Regions from separate parts of the Gossypium hirsutum genome. Here region 2 is linked to region 1. The links are chromatin contacts, called in public Hi-C maps. All regions are on one chromosome and are shown on one strand. Each heading gives the region's core, a stretch centred on a gene start, on an enhancer-like site or on the middle of the called end of the contact. The rest is flanking DNA. Distances are from core to core; before and after follow the strand shown.

Region 1 (6,976 bases), core at 1,617-4,116:
AAAGTGTAATTTTACCTTTACTAATTTAAAATTTTAAAAAAATCTAAAGGGCCTCAATGGAAATTTTCCATTTTAGGGGGGGCTGGGGCCCATGCCTGCCCCCCTGGTTTCGCCCCTGTTTACGACTACATCTTGTCGTTTCGAAAAGAAAAACTCTGTAGTATTACATCTTTAATTGCCTTCTTCAAATAAGAATACAAGACCCCTTTAAATAGATTAAGATTAGGGATCTAATCAGATTAAAATATTCCTAAAGTAATCAGATGCAACCTTGCTTGAAGTCTAAAATGTGACTGTCAAATAGGAGAGCACATTGTGACATCATGACGTGCTGGCTCTCCTCATCATGACGTCGATGCCATATTTTCCTTGGCTTTATATTGCGTTGTCTCGACGAGCCCTATCTGCTAGTCAAAACGCCAGGCATGTTTTGGTCCTTCTTTTTCTGTTCGTTGGTTATTGTTTTAAGTGCCTGTAAAACGTCTGATAAATACGAGGCACACCCAACATATTCAAGTTCTGCTTAATCATTGTTTAAATTGGCTTGGTATATCTACTCGATACCTTTTCATTTATCAATAACTAGACTTTAAACAGTTGTTTCTCTTATATAGACATTCCGGGAGCTTTTTTGGCAGCAGTTAACCTGTCCACACATATGATGGAGCAGTACAAGGGAGCTCCATTTGGGGAGCTAAGCACCCTTTTTTTCTCTTGCAGCTGGTGTATCATATTGGTCCTGATGCTTGATCCATAATGCTACTGATAGAATTGGTATCTATTGAATCCCTGTTTTATCACTTAAGAGAAATGATGAATGAGGGCCACAACCACTCTATACTATCCAAGTTGGGACTGGACAACTGAGCCACCAAAACTAGTTATGGAGTATCTTGTTTTTGTTGGGAGATGGCTGTCTGTGGCTGTTGATGACACAACTATTGAGTAGGCTGGTAGACAACCCACTCCCTTATGGAACTTTGGCAATTACTTCAAGCTTAAAGAAAATATCCTTGAAATCATGATGGGGTTTAGGCAACCTACTTCATATTTGATTCTTAAAATACTCTTGGGATGTGCTTCTGCATTTTGGCTTTTGCAATGAACATGCTCTTGATTTCACTTTCTTTGTGGTTCACTCAATTCCACTGTTGGAGCATTTAGAAATGCAGGGACTGTAAAAATTGACAATTTGAGTTTAGAGCACCTATGTTTTACAAAATACAAACAGGCTTGTGGAGTTTCATATAGGCCCAACCCAACCCAACTGTCCCCAAGTTCAAGCTAAAGGTTTAGCTTCCTTGAATTGTTGGTGATAAGATTACCACTAATGTCTAATCCTGTTAGCCTTTACTGCCCCTATCTGCTCATCGTGAATGAGTAAGAATTTTTAGAGCAATCCTTATTCCATTTTCATTCAAGCTGCCTTGTGTTTCAGGATCATAAATGAGATGGTCCAAGATAGATGAAACCATCTAGTTTTCTTCATTTATTTGTATGTATCAAAATATTGTACCTGCCATTAAATAACATTAGACAAAAGCTTGGGCCAACATTTTCCTTTTTACATCGGGTAAAGAAAACCACCACATTTGACGAAAGGAAACCTAAATCCCCCTGAAAGCATATACATCAAGCTACGTGTACACTTAAATAACAGATTATTGTCAAAGTCCCTTTCTCAAGAGCTGGTTCTCATTATGAAATGAAGCGCAGTGTGGATTAGTGCTTCCTATAACAGTACCATACTCCCTCACATCAGCCAGCGAGAAAGACCGCCAATTAGAGAGATTCCAGCACGGCGGCGATGATGGGGTGGTATTATTATTATTGCAAGATGATCTGGTTTGTGGGTACAATGGAGGAAGCCGAGGGCTTGAAGTTGAAGTAGAGTCTTCACTGATACTAGACATACTTTCAGAGCTACTCATTGCAACAGCTAGAGCCAATGTGCTTTTGCTTGAGCTGATGGGCCTAATGGGTCTTTTATTGTTCCTGTTTTTGTCCCATATGCGGTTGATTGCCAATAGATTTCTTCTCCTCCTGGTGTAAGCGTTTTCAGGCTTTGCTATGTCTTTAATCGTTGAAGCTGTAGAAGCATCGGCTAAGCTTGTGAAAGACCTTGATTTGCCATTGTAGAAACTCGAGATGCCTCTACTGTTCAAAAATGAATTTTAGTTTATTAAAAAGAAGGGAATTTGCAATTTAATTTTACTTTACTAAAACCTAATTTGTTTAGTTATCAGAGTCCGCTTAAAGCGGTAGATTTCACAGTATTAATAATAGGAGGATTAGAGGGACTCAAATCGAAACTATACCAAGCTATCCCTAGTTCTGACACCGATCTGAGCCATTTAGTTAGAGAGGAGATGATGAACGAACCTCATAGGCAAAACCTGTTGGAGGGAATCCATCATGTTTAAACCACCATTATAAGAGCTTTGAACCTCATTTTCGTCGTCGCCGTCCGATGATCTTCCAGACACGTCAGCATCACTGTTCCTCCCGATCGAAGAGGAGGTCGTAGTGGAGGACGAACTCCTCCAATCGTCTTCTTCCTCCTCCGCCGCTGGCATGTCTTTGGACGGCGAGGGTTCATATCCGGAAGTCATAGTGGTGCACTTCATCAAGAAAATCAGTGAAAAAACAAAAGAGGAAGATTTGTCTTCCTTAAAACACGAACAAAAGAAGCAAAGGAAAGTGAAAGAGAAAAAGGAAACAAGAGTAGATATGAAGGTTATGGGAAATTTAATTGCTTTTTTATGTAAATAAAATATATGATGTAAGTGGTACTCTTCATCCCCAACCATATTACTCCTCCTATTTCTTCTTTTTCATTATTATTATATTCCTACAAATGGAAGATTTTAAATACAACAATTTTATTAATATTATCAGATTTTGTATTTTAATTTTCTAAAATATTGTTTAATTTATACTTCAACTTTTTGTTGACATATAAATATAAGAAATGTTGTTTATAATTATATTAATAAGAGTTGAGTATTGGTGAAAAGACAAGCCACGTGGAAAGATGGAAGAGAAAAAGGGTTATGAGGACACGTTGAAGAAGTGTCCCAGGACTATGGTCGGAGAAGGATGTCTATCACAGACCTGCCACATCCCACGTGTACCATGTTCTGCCCTTTAGCCTTATCCATATTTTGTGGGTGGGACCCCCTTCCTTCCTCTCCCTTTCATTTTTAGGGGACACAATAAATTAATCGGGTCTAATGTTAAATCAGTTTGTAATCTAAATCAAATCATCTTATTAAATTATTAATCTATTTTATTTTAATCATCCTGTTTTACGAAAATTATAAACTCTGTTTATTTTTATTATTTTGTTACATATAAAGGATTTTCGTCAAATTTTTTTTATATAAATTAATGATTTTCTGATTTTTAGATTAGTAAACTAATAGGAATATTTCATTTTGTTACACAATTAAATTAATTTTTTAAGTTTTCATGAAATACAATTTTTATAAACTATATAGATGAAATTTAAAATTATTATTTTTAGAATAACTTTAAAAAATAAAGAATTGCAAAATTTTGAAATATTACTCTTTTAATCAATTTTTTATTAGTTCATTGATTGTTTTTCTTTTAATTTTTATTATATTTGAAACTCGATAAATTATCAATTTCTTATTGAATAGATAAAGTGAATTTCTTAAAAATATTGACTTTTAAAAATAATTATTGGAGTATTATTATTTTTTGTAAATTATGGGATTGTGTTGAAATAACGAAAACGCCTGAAAGCGTTTTCAGCTGATTTGCAGAAAAGCGCTTTCAGTTGAAAGAGTTACTGATAGAAAAATGCTTCCAGCTAAAAGCGCTTTTTGCCACATCAACTGAAAACACAATGGCAGAAAGCGTTTTCAACTGGAAGTATTTTCCTTCTGATGTTTGTTTTTTATGGTTAGATTTTTATCTTCTTAAAGTAAAGTTAGGGTTTTATAGATTTTAGGATTTAAGGTTTAGGGTTTTTTTTTAAATTTAAGTTTTTTTATATATTATTTAGTTTTTTATAATTTTTTGAGATGTAAAGTTAATAATTATTTAATTCAATATTTAAAAGTATCGTATTTACACCAATCGTATATTTGAATTATTTTAATTGTAAAATTCAATTTGATTCATAGTTGAAACTAGAATTACTCAATTTGATTAAATCTTAGTTTTTAATTTTTTTTTTCAATTTTTTTGAATGCAACTAAGTTTTGATCATTTTTTTAACTAGAGGTTGAGGTCGATAAGATTTTTTAGTGCATTATTCTCGAACTTTCAAATTTCTTCAAAAAATATATCCTGGGAATCCTGGGATATCTAATGGTTAAGTTGGGAAAAATGTGAAGTTGAAAGTGCTAGAGGGAAATGATAACTCTTGAAATGAGTTATATCTCATGCCTTTAGACCTAACTAATTGCTTGTACTTAGGTACATTTAGTTGCATTTTAGGACATTTCATTTGTATTTTCATCATTTCATTAGGAGCTTGAACTGTATTTAAATAAGGTACTTTTTATTGCTTATTGTAGGGCTGTGTTTGGTGGTTTGGTAGGTGCAAGTTGAAAAAAGAGAAATAAAAGAGTGAAGGTTTGTCGGGGCAAAAGGTTGGACATTTTGTCAACATGAATGCCATGGCAATTCCAGGAAGACCGAGTCAATACTCAACGCATACCAGTTTCAGCCCAACTGTACTTGTACCAAAAAAATCTGCTTAAAAAAGATAAGATAATCTTGTGATGTTGGTTTTTATCCTAGAAAAAAAAAGAATTTAAAAAGAGAAGAAGATAATCTTGGGTTGTTGAAAAAAAATTTTAAAAAAAGGAGAAGATAATCTTGGGTTGTTAGATTTATCCTAGGAAAAAAAACTAAAAAAGCCAAAGGAGGAAACCCTAAACGATTAACAAAAAAGAATAGATCCTTAGGCAAAAATAAAAGGGTAGTGGCTGAGTAGAGACAGAAAGAGGAAAACAGAAGCAGTTTCTCTCAACCATTGCCGGACACTATGCTGCTGAATGTGAATTGGACCTACGGAAGCTGTCTTCCCATTTTCCGTATTTCTTACTTTTTTCTTCCATGAATTGAATGATGAAAATGATGTTGGATGTTATTTTGGTTTTGAATTTTATGTGCCAACCCATTAGCTAAATCTCATCAGGTTGGGATTACATGATGAAACTTTTATTTTCTTTAATGGTTGAAGCATAGATCTGAATTAATTTACTGTTCATTCAATTGTTTTGATTTCTAAATTGTATACGTGCAATCCCTAGACATAGATGACTGTGCAGCATGCCCATAAACTAATTTAATTCTGAAAAGGTTGGATTACTTGAACCAAAATTGAATGATATGAGCAAGTACTCGACAGATAGTTGTAGTAAACTCTAAACATAGAGTAGCGTTCATATAGAAGGAAACAATGTAGGGTACCATATTAAAGGCTTATAGACAAGGGTAAGGTAACTTGAGGTTTTTTCTCTCGAAAGAAACAGACCACTTTAGAACTCTTTTGAGCAGTAGATTGATTACAATTTTGCCAAGGCATATACGACAATAAAGGTAGATTCTTAGTAATTCCAACCTTCCATATCAACATCGTATATCCCTTATCCCTTGCCGCAGTATCTTTACTATATCATTCTTAGTTATTTATTTGTTCATTTACATAATATTCCTATAGTAATTCTCATAATTTCCATTACATTTCTACTCTCGTTTTGCCATAGCATTTCCAAGTATTCATTAATTCCGCATATTGCATACATCACTATTCTTTTAATTGCCACTGCATACTTACCATAGCATTAGCTGTATTTTATATTATAATAACTTGATCACTTTCGTGCTTCAATTCTATCCTCGTGGGAACAATACTTACTTATCACTTTCTTACTTGATCCGACATGTATACTTGTACAATTCACATATCATATTCACACACGACAGGAAAAAGCTCCATGTAGGACACGTTTTCAGTGCCGGTATTGAGTACTCCATTCAAGTTGTTACCCAATAGATCATTGTGTAGCAAGCCAAAAGGTCGACTGACATCGACTCGAGCACGCGACAACATGGATATTTGGGAGAAGACAAACCAATCAAAGTTATGCGGGTGGTGTAAGAACCCAGGGCATACCATATTGTCATGTCCACATTGACATGATATAAACACAACACCTCATTAATAAATTTATTAATTTTTAACCGATTTATTGATTTTTTAACCTTAATCTATTTGTTGATTTTTTCATTCATACTCAAATTTTGTTGTATTGTAAGCACACGTTTTTATTATACTATAGAAATAAAAAAATACAACTTTGTTCCATTTTTTCGGTGCAAATTTGGTTTAATAATATGAAATGAAAACGACAATCAATTTTGATGCAAAAATTATATTTATTTAAAAACATTTCCTATCCAATATTGATACAATCTTATTAACTATAACTTAGCTAAACAATTAAAATTTACATGAGAAGTACAAAAAAAATCAATCCAATCCTCGGTGAGAATGTGTGCCACATTAGGGTGGTCAATGATTGCGAGCTGAATTTTTTCTTGGTTCAAGCTAAATATCGGCCTCCTCGGGTATAGGTTGTGGTCTCGACCTTGCATCTTCTTTGCCGTCGTCCGTAGTTGATTGTGATTGGTTGCCTCTTGGTTGCCATTGTATATCTTTTATTCTAGGAACACGTGGTTGCAAAGATGTTCTACCTTACTAGAACAATGATCTTGGAGGTGTTTGCAACACCATCGGCACAGGGGTATAACTATATTGTTTCCCATACACCAATGGCAGAACAATCGGACTTCCAATCAGTGCCCCAAACATAAGCGACTTCTACGTCTTCGTTGGATCCGTCGTCGTCTGAAACTTAAATGGAAATCCAGCATCAATGTAGAAACAAACAAATATGGTGCAATATGTGTTGCTTGTGTAAAAATGATAGGG
Region 2 (7,017 bases), core at 370-2,869, 300 kb after region 1:
TGTTGGTGAAATAGTAATTGTTGTCAACATTATATTTGGAGATAACTTTGCAGTTTCGTTTATCAAAACTCTAATCATGTAAAGGGAATGAAAATGCAAAATATGATACATTTAGTTAGGTAGTATAAATTAAGTTCATAGCCCATGAAATTATTGGGAGCAAATGTTTATGTTAGGATTATTATGTTGTCTAGAAGTTTACTTAGAGAGATAGCTTGTCTTAGTTATCAGAGTAAGATTGATTCCCAAGATACTGACATAGATGCGATTCTATAAATTGACAATACATTCAACTAGACCCAATATGAATTAATTCACTTGTAATGTTTATTGTGTACTTACCTTAATCTTGAATAAGTGAAAGACTATGTATGAATAACTAACATATTTGAAATATAAATTCACTTATAGATGGTAAAATCATAATTCAAAAGTTAATGACAATATACAATTTATAAAAGTGGAATGAAAGCATCGGTCATTTGTTTTGTTAAATCGCAAGCTCATTGGAAAAAAGTTTTTAAATATAGCTTTTGTAATTATAGTGGTTTGACTCTATGACTTAATAACAATGTAATTAATAGACGAAAAATCAAAACTTAATTACATGTTATTTTAGTCTACATTTTATATGTTTAAATGGTTTTTTCGCTAGCTCATAAATAATTGGAAGTTCAGTCATGATATTATAGTGGTTTGATGTTATTATAGATGTATTTATGAAAAGAATATCGTCACGACGCCATTAAATATTAGAAAAAATGGATATCTTAGAAGCTTTGAGGCATATTATCGATTAGTAAATATGGAGATTTGAATTATAAAAGTATGGTTTTATATTCTACTCCATGAGATCTTTACAACAATATATCATATACTCAAAATGGTTGAGTGATGGATGAGAAATTGATACTCAAAGTAAGCCACTTGTGAGAAATTGATACTCAAAATAAGCTACTTGTGAATTATGTTGAGGAAAATAAAAACCTTTGTCCTACATTTGTTAGATATCAAGAGTGAAATATTTTTATATATGTGAACCAACTAAGTGGTTATTGAATGACTAAATTAATACTTTCCCTTGTGCGCAAGGGGTACAAATCCAAACCTATTAAGATTGTGCTCCTACAATATAGTGATGCAAAATGTTTGGATCAGTTGGACCTTTTTAACCCTGTAGATATTTACTCATTAATATTTCCAAATTTTTAAGCTTACCACATAAGTAATCGCGGGAGAAGGGCTCACTCCAAGAAGCGAGACCACACTTTACTTAAGTGTAGCCTCAACTCCCTCAAATTATCACTTCGAGTATATAACTTAATTATTGAATAAGAATAATTTATTAAAAAAAAGAATATGTTAAAAAATGTTGCAAAATCACAATATGCAACATAACACAAGTATGAACTACGTCAACTGTCGAACTGTTATCGTTTGCGCTCATAAGCCAGACCCCCTTAACGCGCATTACATGTCCAATAAAAGAGGGAGGTTTGCATTGCGTGTCCGATAAACATTGGACTGTCATTGCACATTCCCCATAACGCTCGTTAACCAAACCGCTTGGGTCCAAATCATCATTGGGCTGTCATTGCACACTCCCCCTAACGCGCGTTAACCAAAACAGCTTGGGTCCAAATCATCTGATAGTTTCAACCTGTTTCTCTCTGCAGACTCAGCACTGCTACTGTTTTCGAGTTTCAACGAGTTTAAGTAAAATCTAACAAAACCCCATCCCCAAAATTTCATTTTATACTTGTATCATACATTAAGTGCCTTTAGCGACTCAGTGTTCTTATAGCTTCTGGTAGTTGGCTAGTTAATTGCGTCCCGAGCTTTCATTGTAAACCGTTCGGTGTTGGGGGCAGGGTTCTTCCTTTTTCTCCATAAAAATAGCCAAAATGAGTTAATTAGAAAATTCCCCGAACAGTACATTTTAATTTTTATATAATCCATGTCTTTGCTGAAGTCCCATTCAACACCCTAATTTTCTCCGGTTATCTTAACCAAACTATTCGTACGTTAGGGTTTCACATATTTTGTGTTTTCACTCTCTTTTTTTTTAATACTTATCAGTCCCATTCGGTAAAGGTTTAGTCTTTCTACTCTTATTACAATCTCACAATCTACATGCATTCTCCAAAGGAGGAACAGGGTGAGCCTCTAAAACGGAGTTTCAGTGAGGCGAACTCAGACCCACCTGATTGGATGGTTCTAGGCGACAATGAAACTGCTAAGGAAGAAGACCCTTCTTCATCTTCAAAACCTAAGGACTTTAACCCCAGAGGGTTTGCCCTTTTCTCTTTTTCGTTTTTGAGTGTGGTTGTTATTTGTGTCGTTCTGAGTTTTTGATTTTATTTTTGTGTTTTGCAGGTATCAATTGCAGGTATATGAGGTGGCAAAGAGAAGAAACATAATAGCAGTGTTGGATACAGGTGTAGGGAAGACAATGATAGCTGTGATGCTCATAAAGGATTTTGGTCAAGCTATCGAGTCTACTGAAAGTAAAAAATTGATTATTTTCTTGGCTCCCACTGTTCATCTAGTCAATCAGGTTTGCTTTTTGATACTCGAAAGTTTGAATTCCTCCTGGTGAGGTAATTGTAGTTAAACATTGACATTGTGTGTATATACATATATTTGTATTTGCAGCAATTTGAATATATAAAAGATCATACTGGTTTGGAAGTTGAACAGTATTATGGAGCTAAGGGGGTTGATGAATGGACCTTGGATTGTTGGGAGAAAGAAACAAAGGAGCATGATGTAAGTTTGCTTATTATCTAGCTTTGATAAGGCTACTTTTTAAGCTAATGCACTGACTCTTATAAATGTTGAGTTGGCTTAAAAATTCCATTTGGTTCTAGTACTCTCACTTTGAGAATCCTCTGCCTTAATTTTTCGTAATTCGTACTAATGTTTTTCAATGCACTTCTAGTAAAGTTGGCATTTGGTGTTTACTTATCTTTGAAGGGCACCTTGTAGGCATTATTCATTGATATTCTTTGAAGGCACTATACTTTGTAAATGGGTAGCAAAGCATGGGACATACTTTTTTTCTTCTGCTTCTAGGCCCTTTAGATCAACTTGTTACTGATATGTATATCTTTATCATTGATCTTGATATGTATATCTTTATCATTGATCTTGTAGGTTCTGGTTATGACACCCCAAATTCTATTGGATGCCTTAAGGAAGGCATTCTTGAGTCTGGATATGGTGTCCTTAATGATAATAGACGAGTGCCATCGTGCTACTGGCAACCATCCATATGCCAAAATAATGAAGGTCAGTAATCCTGAAATCTTTTTGCAAGAATCTTGATGACTTTTTGTTTTTTGACACTAAGAATTTTGATGGCTATTTAAATTATGTGGTCCTTTTTTCTGATTAAAAATGAAATGTTGTTGTGTTCTATATTTTGGTGTAGGAATTTTATCACAAATCTAATAACAAGCCAAAGATTTTTGGAATGACAGCATCACCTGTAGTTAGCAAAGGTAAGGTATTTGTATTATTATTTTTTCATATGATATTTAAGTGTTTCCTATTCATAAGGTTTATCTAGTTGTTTATATCCCCATTTTGCTCAAGCTTTGTTCCTATTACAGAAGAGATCTAAAAGTATGGTTGTTTTAACCATTAAGGATCAGTTTTTTAAAGAAAATGATCTTGAAGCTCCTTGGTGTTGCAGAAATACTTCACCTTTTTTTGCCCCACAAGCATATTTTGTTGCATATATACAGTAGTTCTTATGCTTTTGACTCAACTTTCTGTAGGTGTGTTGTCCAGCAATAATTGCGATGGTCAAATGTCAGAACTTGAATGTGTTTTGGATTCCTTGGTATCTTTTTATTTAGTTTTTCTGGTTACCTATATGATTGATTTGCTGGAAAAACCATATGTTGATATGAACAATATCTTGAATATGTGCTGCTGCAGATATACACTATTGAAGACAGGACAGAGATGGAAGCGTGTGTTCCTTCTGCTAAAGAAAGTTGTAGATTTTTTGATCCAGCACAATTTTCTAGCTTGGATTTGAAAGCAAAGGTAGAAGCCTCTTGGTTAAAGGTATCCACGGACTTTCATGAGTGATTCATATGTGTGGGAATGTGTAATTTACTCTTTTCATATAGAGTTGTTGAAGGCCTTTTATTTTATTTTATTTTATTCTGGGCAGACAGATGCGTCATTGTCAAATTTGCAAAGCTCACTGCAAACTTCTCATAAAGACATGGATGATAAACTTAAGAATCTACGGAAGCGATTATCAAATGACCATGCTAAGGTTCTGCATTGCCTTGATAATCTTGGTCTCATATGTGCTTATGAGGTATGATGTGATGTAAATTTCAATTAGAGTAATGATCTTTAAGAGGAAAAGTGTGTTCATCTCGTTTTTACATGCCATATAAAATTCAAGCTACTCTTATAACATCCACATCTTTTGATTTCTATTATTTACTTGGATGCATTTGTTATCTAATTTAACTCTAATAGTTACATTAAAAACCAATTAACTGAGTAAAGTTTGACAAAAACCCTGTACTTTATACAATCACCATAGTTTAAATAAAAAATAAGGTTTCGCTGGGCTTTATGTTGTTTCTTTCTGCTATGCCTTCCTGTTTGCTCCTGATGTGATGTGCTTTATGCTACTTCTTTCATAGGCTGTTAACATTTGTCTAGAGAACATCCTTGACACCACAGAGGAATCTAAAGCATATAGAGAAAGTGTGTTGCAGTATAACAATTTCCTTGAGGAAGTCCAATGTAGAATTGGGGAGTCTCTTCCCCTCGGTATGATGTGATGTACCTTTTATTGTAGTTCTTTTATCTGGTTTAAACCGTGTTTTCTAGATGTTTAAGTTTACATATCTAAAGATACATTTGTCTGTCACTAATATTGTTCGCTTCTCACCTCTTCAGGTGATAAAAATTTTCTGAATTCTGGATTTGACTATTTAAAGGCAGTAGATCTTGGCTATATTTCTCCAAAACTGCATGAACTACTTCAACTGTTCCAATCATTTGGGTAATAGGAAACTTCAGTGGTTAGTGTTTGGAATATACTGACAGTGTTGACTTAAGTCTTATTTCTGTTGTTGCAGAGAAACTAGACAAGTATTGTGCCTGATTTTTGTTGAAAGAATTATTACTGCTAAAGTAATTGAAAGATTTGCAAAAAAAGTAAGCTGTTTATCACATTTCATGGTTTCATATATGACTGGAAGTAATACATCTGTTGATTCCCTGGCACCAAAAATACAAAAGGAAACCTTGGAGTCATTTCGATCTGGGAAGGTATCTCATCTTCTATGTAATAGCTTATAAGCGCTGAAATTTGGATATTTTATAGTCAATGATTAAAAGCTTCATGTAGGTGAATCTATTGTTTACTACTGATGTGGTTGAGGAGGGAATTCATGTACCAAATTGCTGTTATGTGATACGTTTCGACCTGCCAAAGACAGTCCGGAGTTATGTACAATCTCGAGGAAGAGCTAGGCAGAACAATTCTGAATTCATTATGATGCTTGAGAGGTAGAACTGTGTTCTTCTGTAGCATGCATTTGTTGTTTGCCTGTAGTACTTTTGTCTGTCTGAAGATATTTCGTCATGGGTGCCTCTATTTATGATATAATGGCATAGGGTCTAACTGATGTGTTGACAGGGGAAATATGAAACAAAGAAATCAACTATATGATATAATCAGAAGTGAGTATTCAATGACAAATTTGGCAATTAAAAGAGATCCCGATTCTGATCCATGCCTTCTTAAAGATCATACATTTGAAGAAACAAATGTTTTTATTGTGGATGCTACTGGAGCTTCAGTTACTGCAGATTCTGCTGTTAGCCTCATCCATAAATATTGTGGGAAGCTCCCCGGTGATAAGTATGCTGTTTCTTGTTATATTCTGTTGTTTCATCTTCAATTTCACTATGTGTGGGAGTTTGTTGATGACATATTAATGCACATTTTGTCCTCTGTTCAATGTAGGTATTACACACCAAAGCCAAATTTCCAGTTCACGTCTTCTGAAGGATTATATAAGTGTAAATTAACATTACCTGTTAATGCAGCCGTTCAAACAATAGTTGGTCCACCATCTAGGAATTCTCATTTAGCAAAGCAGCTTGTATGCTTAGAAGCATGTAAGCAGCTTCATCAAATGGGTGCCTTGGATGATCATCTCACTCCATCCATTGAAGAGCCTTCAGAAAATGCTTGTGTTTCTAAAGGAAAAGATTCAGGTGCAGGTGCAGGTATATGCATAATCTTTCTAAGTATGAAATTCTTGTTTAATGATTGATTTTGCAACTCTGGTGTGAGTGTGTTAGAAGATTTTACAACATCCCTCTTCGTGGTTTTTGATAAGTATTGTTGACCTGAGTTCAAACTTGAACCGTATTATTTACTAAATGTATAGTACTTTCTTTCTTGTGCTCCTGGTCATCATCTGCAAAATAGTGTGCCTTGCTACTTGCATCATTACCATTCAGGTTCGTGGTAGCAATAAAAAAAATGAAAATATTAACAATAGACTACATTTTAATTTCCTAGCATGTGCTTCTCAAGTTATGGCTAGCAGCGAGCACGAAGATTTGGTTTTGCTTTATGGACATAGTGATGCTATGTTACTTGCATTACTGGCACAGAATTTGGCCAGCATTTTTGGGGTGTGAATTTTTGTTTGGGATATTAGTTATGTCTTTGCTTGTCTTTCTATCTAGCATCATTGTTTGCATTTTTTAGTCTTGCAGAAAATAAAAAATGGTTTCATATTTCTGTTTTTCCTTCTTTCTTTTTTTGTGGTACAAAGGAACTACAAAACGGAAGGAGCTTCATGGAACAACTTGCATACAGGCATTATGTGGAAGCTGGGGAGAAAAATCTGATGATGCTGTTTTCTTTGCCTATAAATTTGACTTCAAATGCAATATCATTACTGTGGTTTATTCTGGATTTGTTCTTCTAATTGAATCAAAGCTTGCGGATGATGTGGG

What was found. A called contact is a pair of places that touch in the nucleus more often than the background predicts.
Region 2: a contact with region 1 is called in a Hi-C map of leaf, with 2.2 times the contacts expected there. The contact joins the promoter of LOC107961631 here to the promoter of LOC107961625 in region 1. A contact is called at or near these places in 6 of 34 Hi-C or Micro-C datasets (anther and leaf).

The regions. Positions count from the first base shown.
Region 1 is chrA06:23,384,020-23,390,995 of Gossypium_hirsutum_v2.1, forward strand. LOC107961625 reads right to left here and starts at 2,867. Exons shown (of 2, transcript XM_016897678.2): 1 at 2,383-2,867; 2 at 1,501-2,154. The coding sequence starts at 2,810. The coding sequence ends at 1,668.
Region 2 is chrA06:23,685,851-23,692,867 of Gossypium_hirsutum_v2.1, forward strand. LOC107961631 (endoribonuclease Dicer homolog 3a) reads left to right here and starts at 1,620. Exons shown (of 25, transcript XM_016897686.2): 1 at 1,620-2,291; 2 at 2,377-2,557; 3 at 2,656-2,769; 4 at 3,157-3,291; 5 at 3,434-3,503; 6 at 3,783-3,847; 7 at 3,946-4,077; 8 at 4,187-4,339; 9 at 4,677-4,806; 10 at 4,936-5,041; 11 at 5,118-5,310; 12 at 5,390-5,550; 13 at 5,681-5,905; 14 at 6,011-6,276; 1 more. The coding sequence starts at 2,134.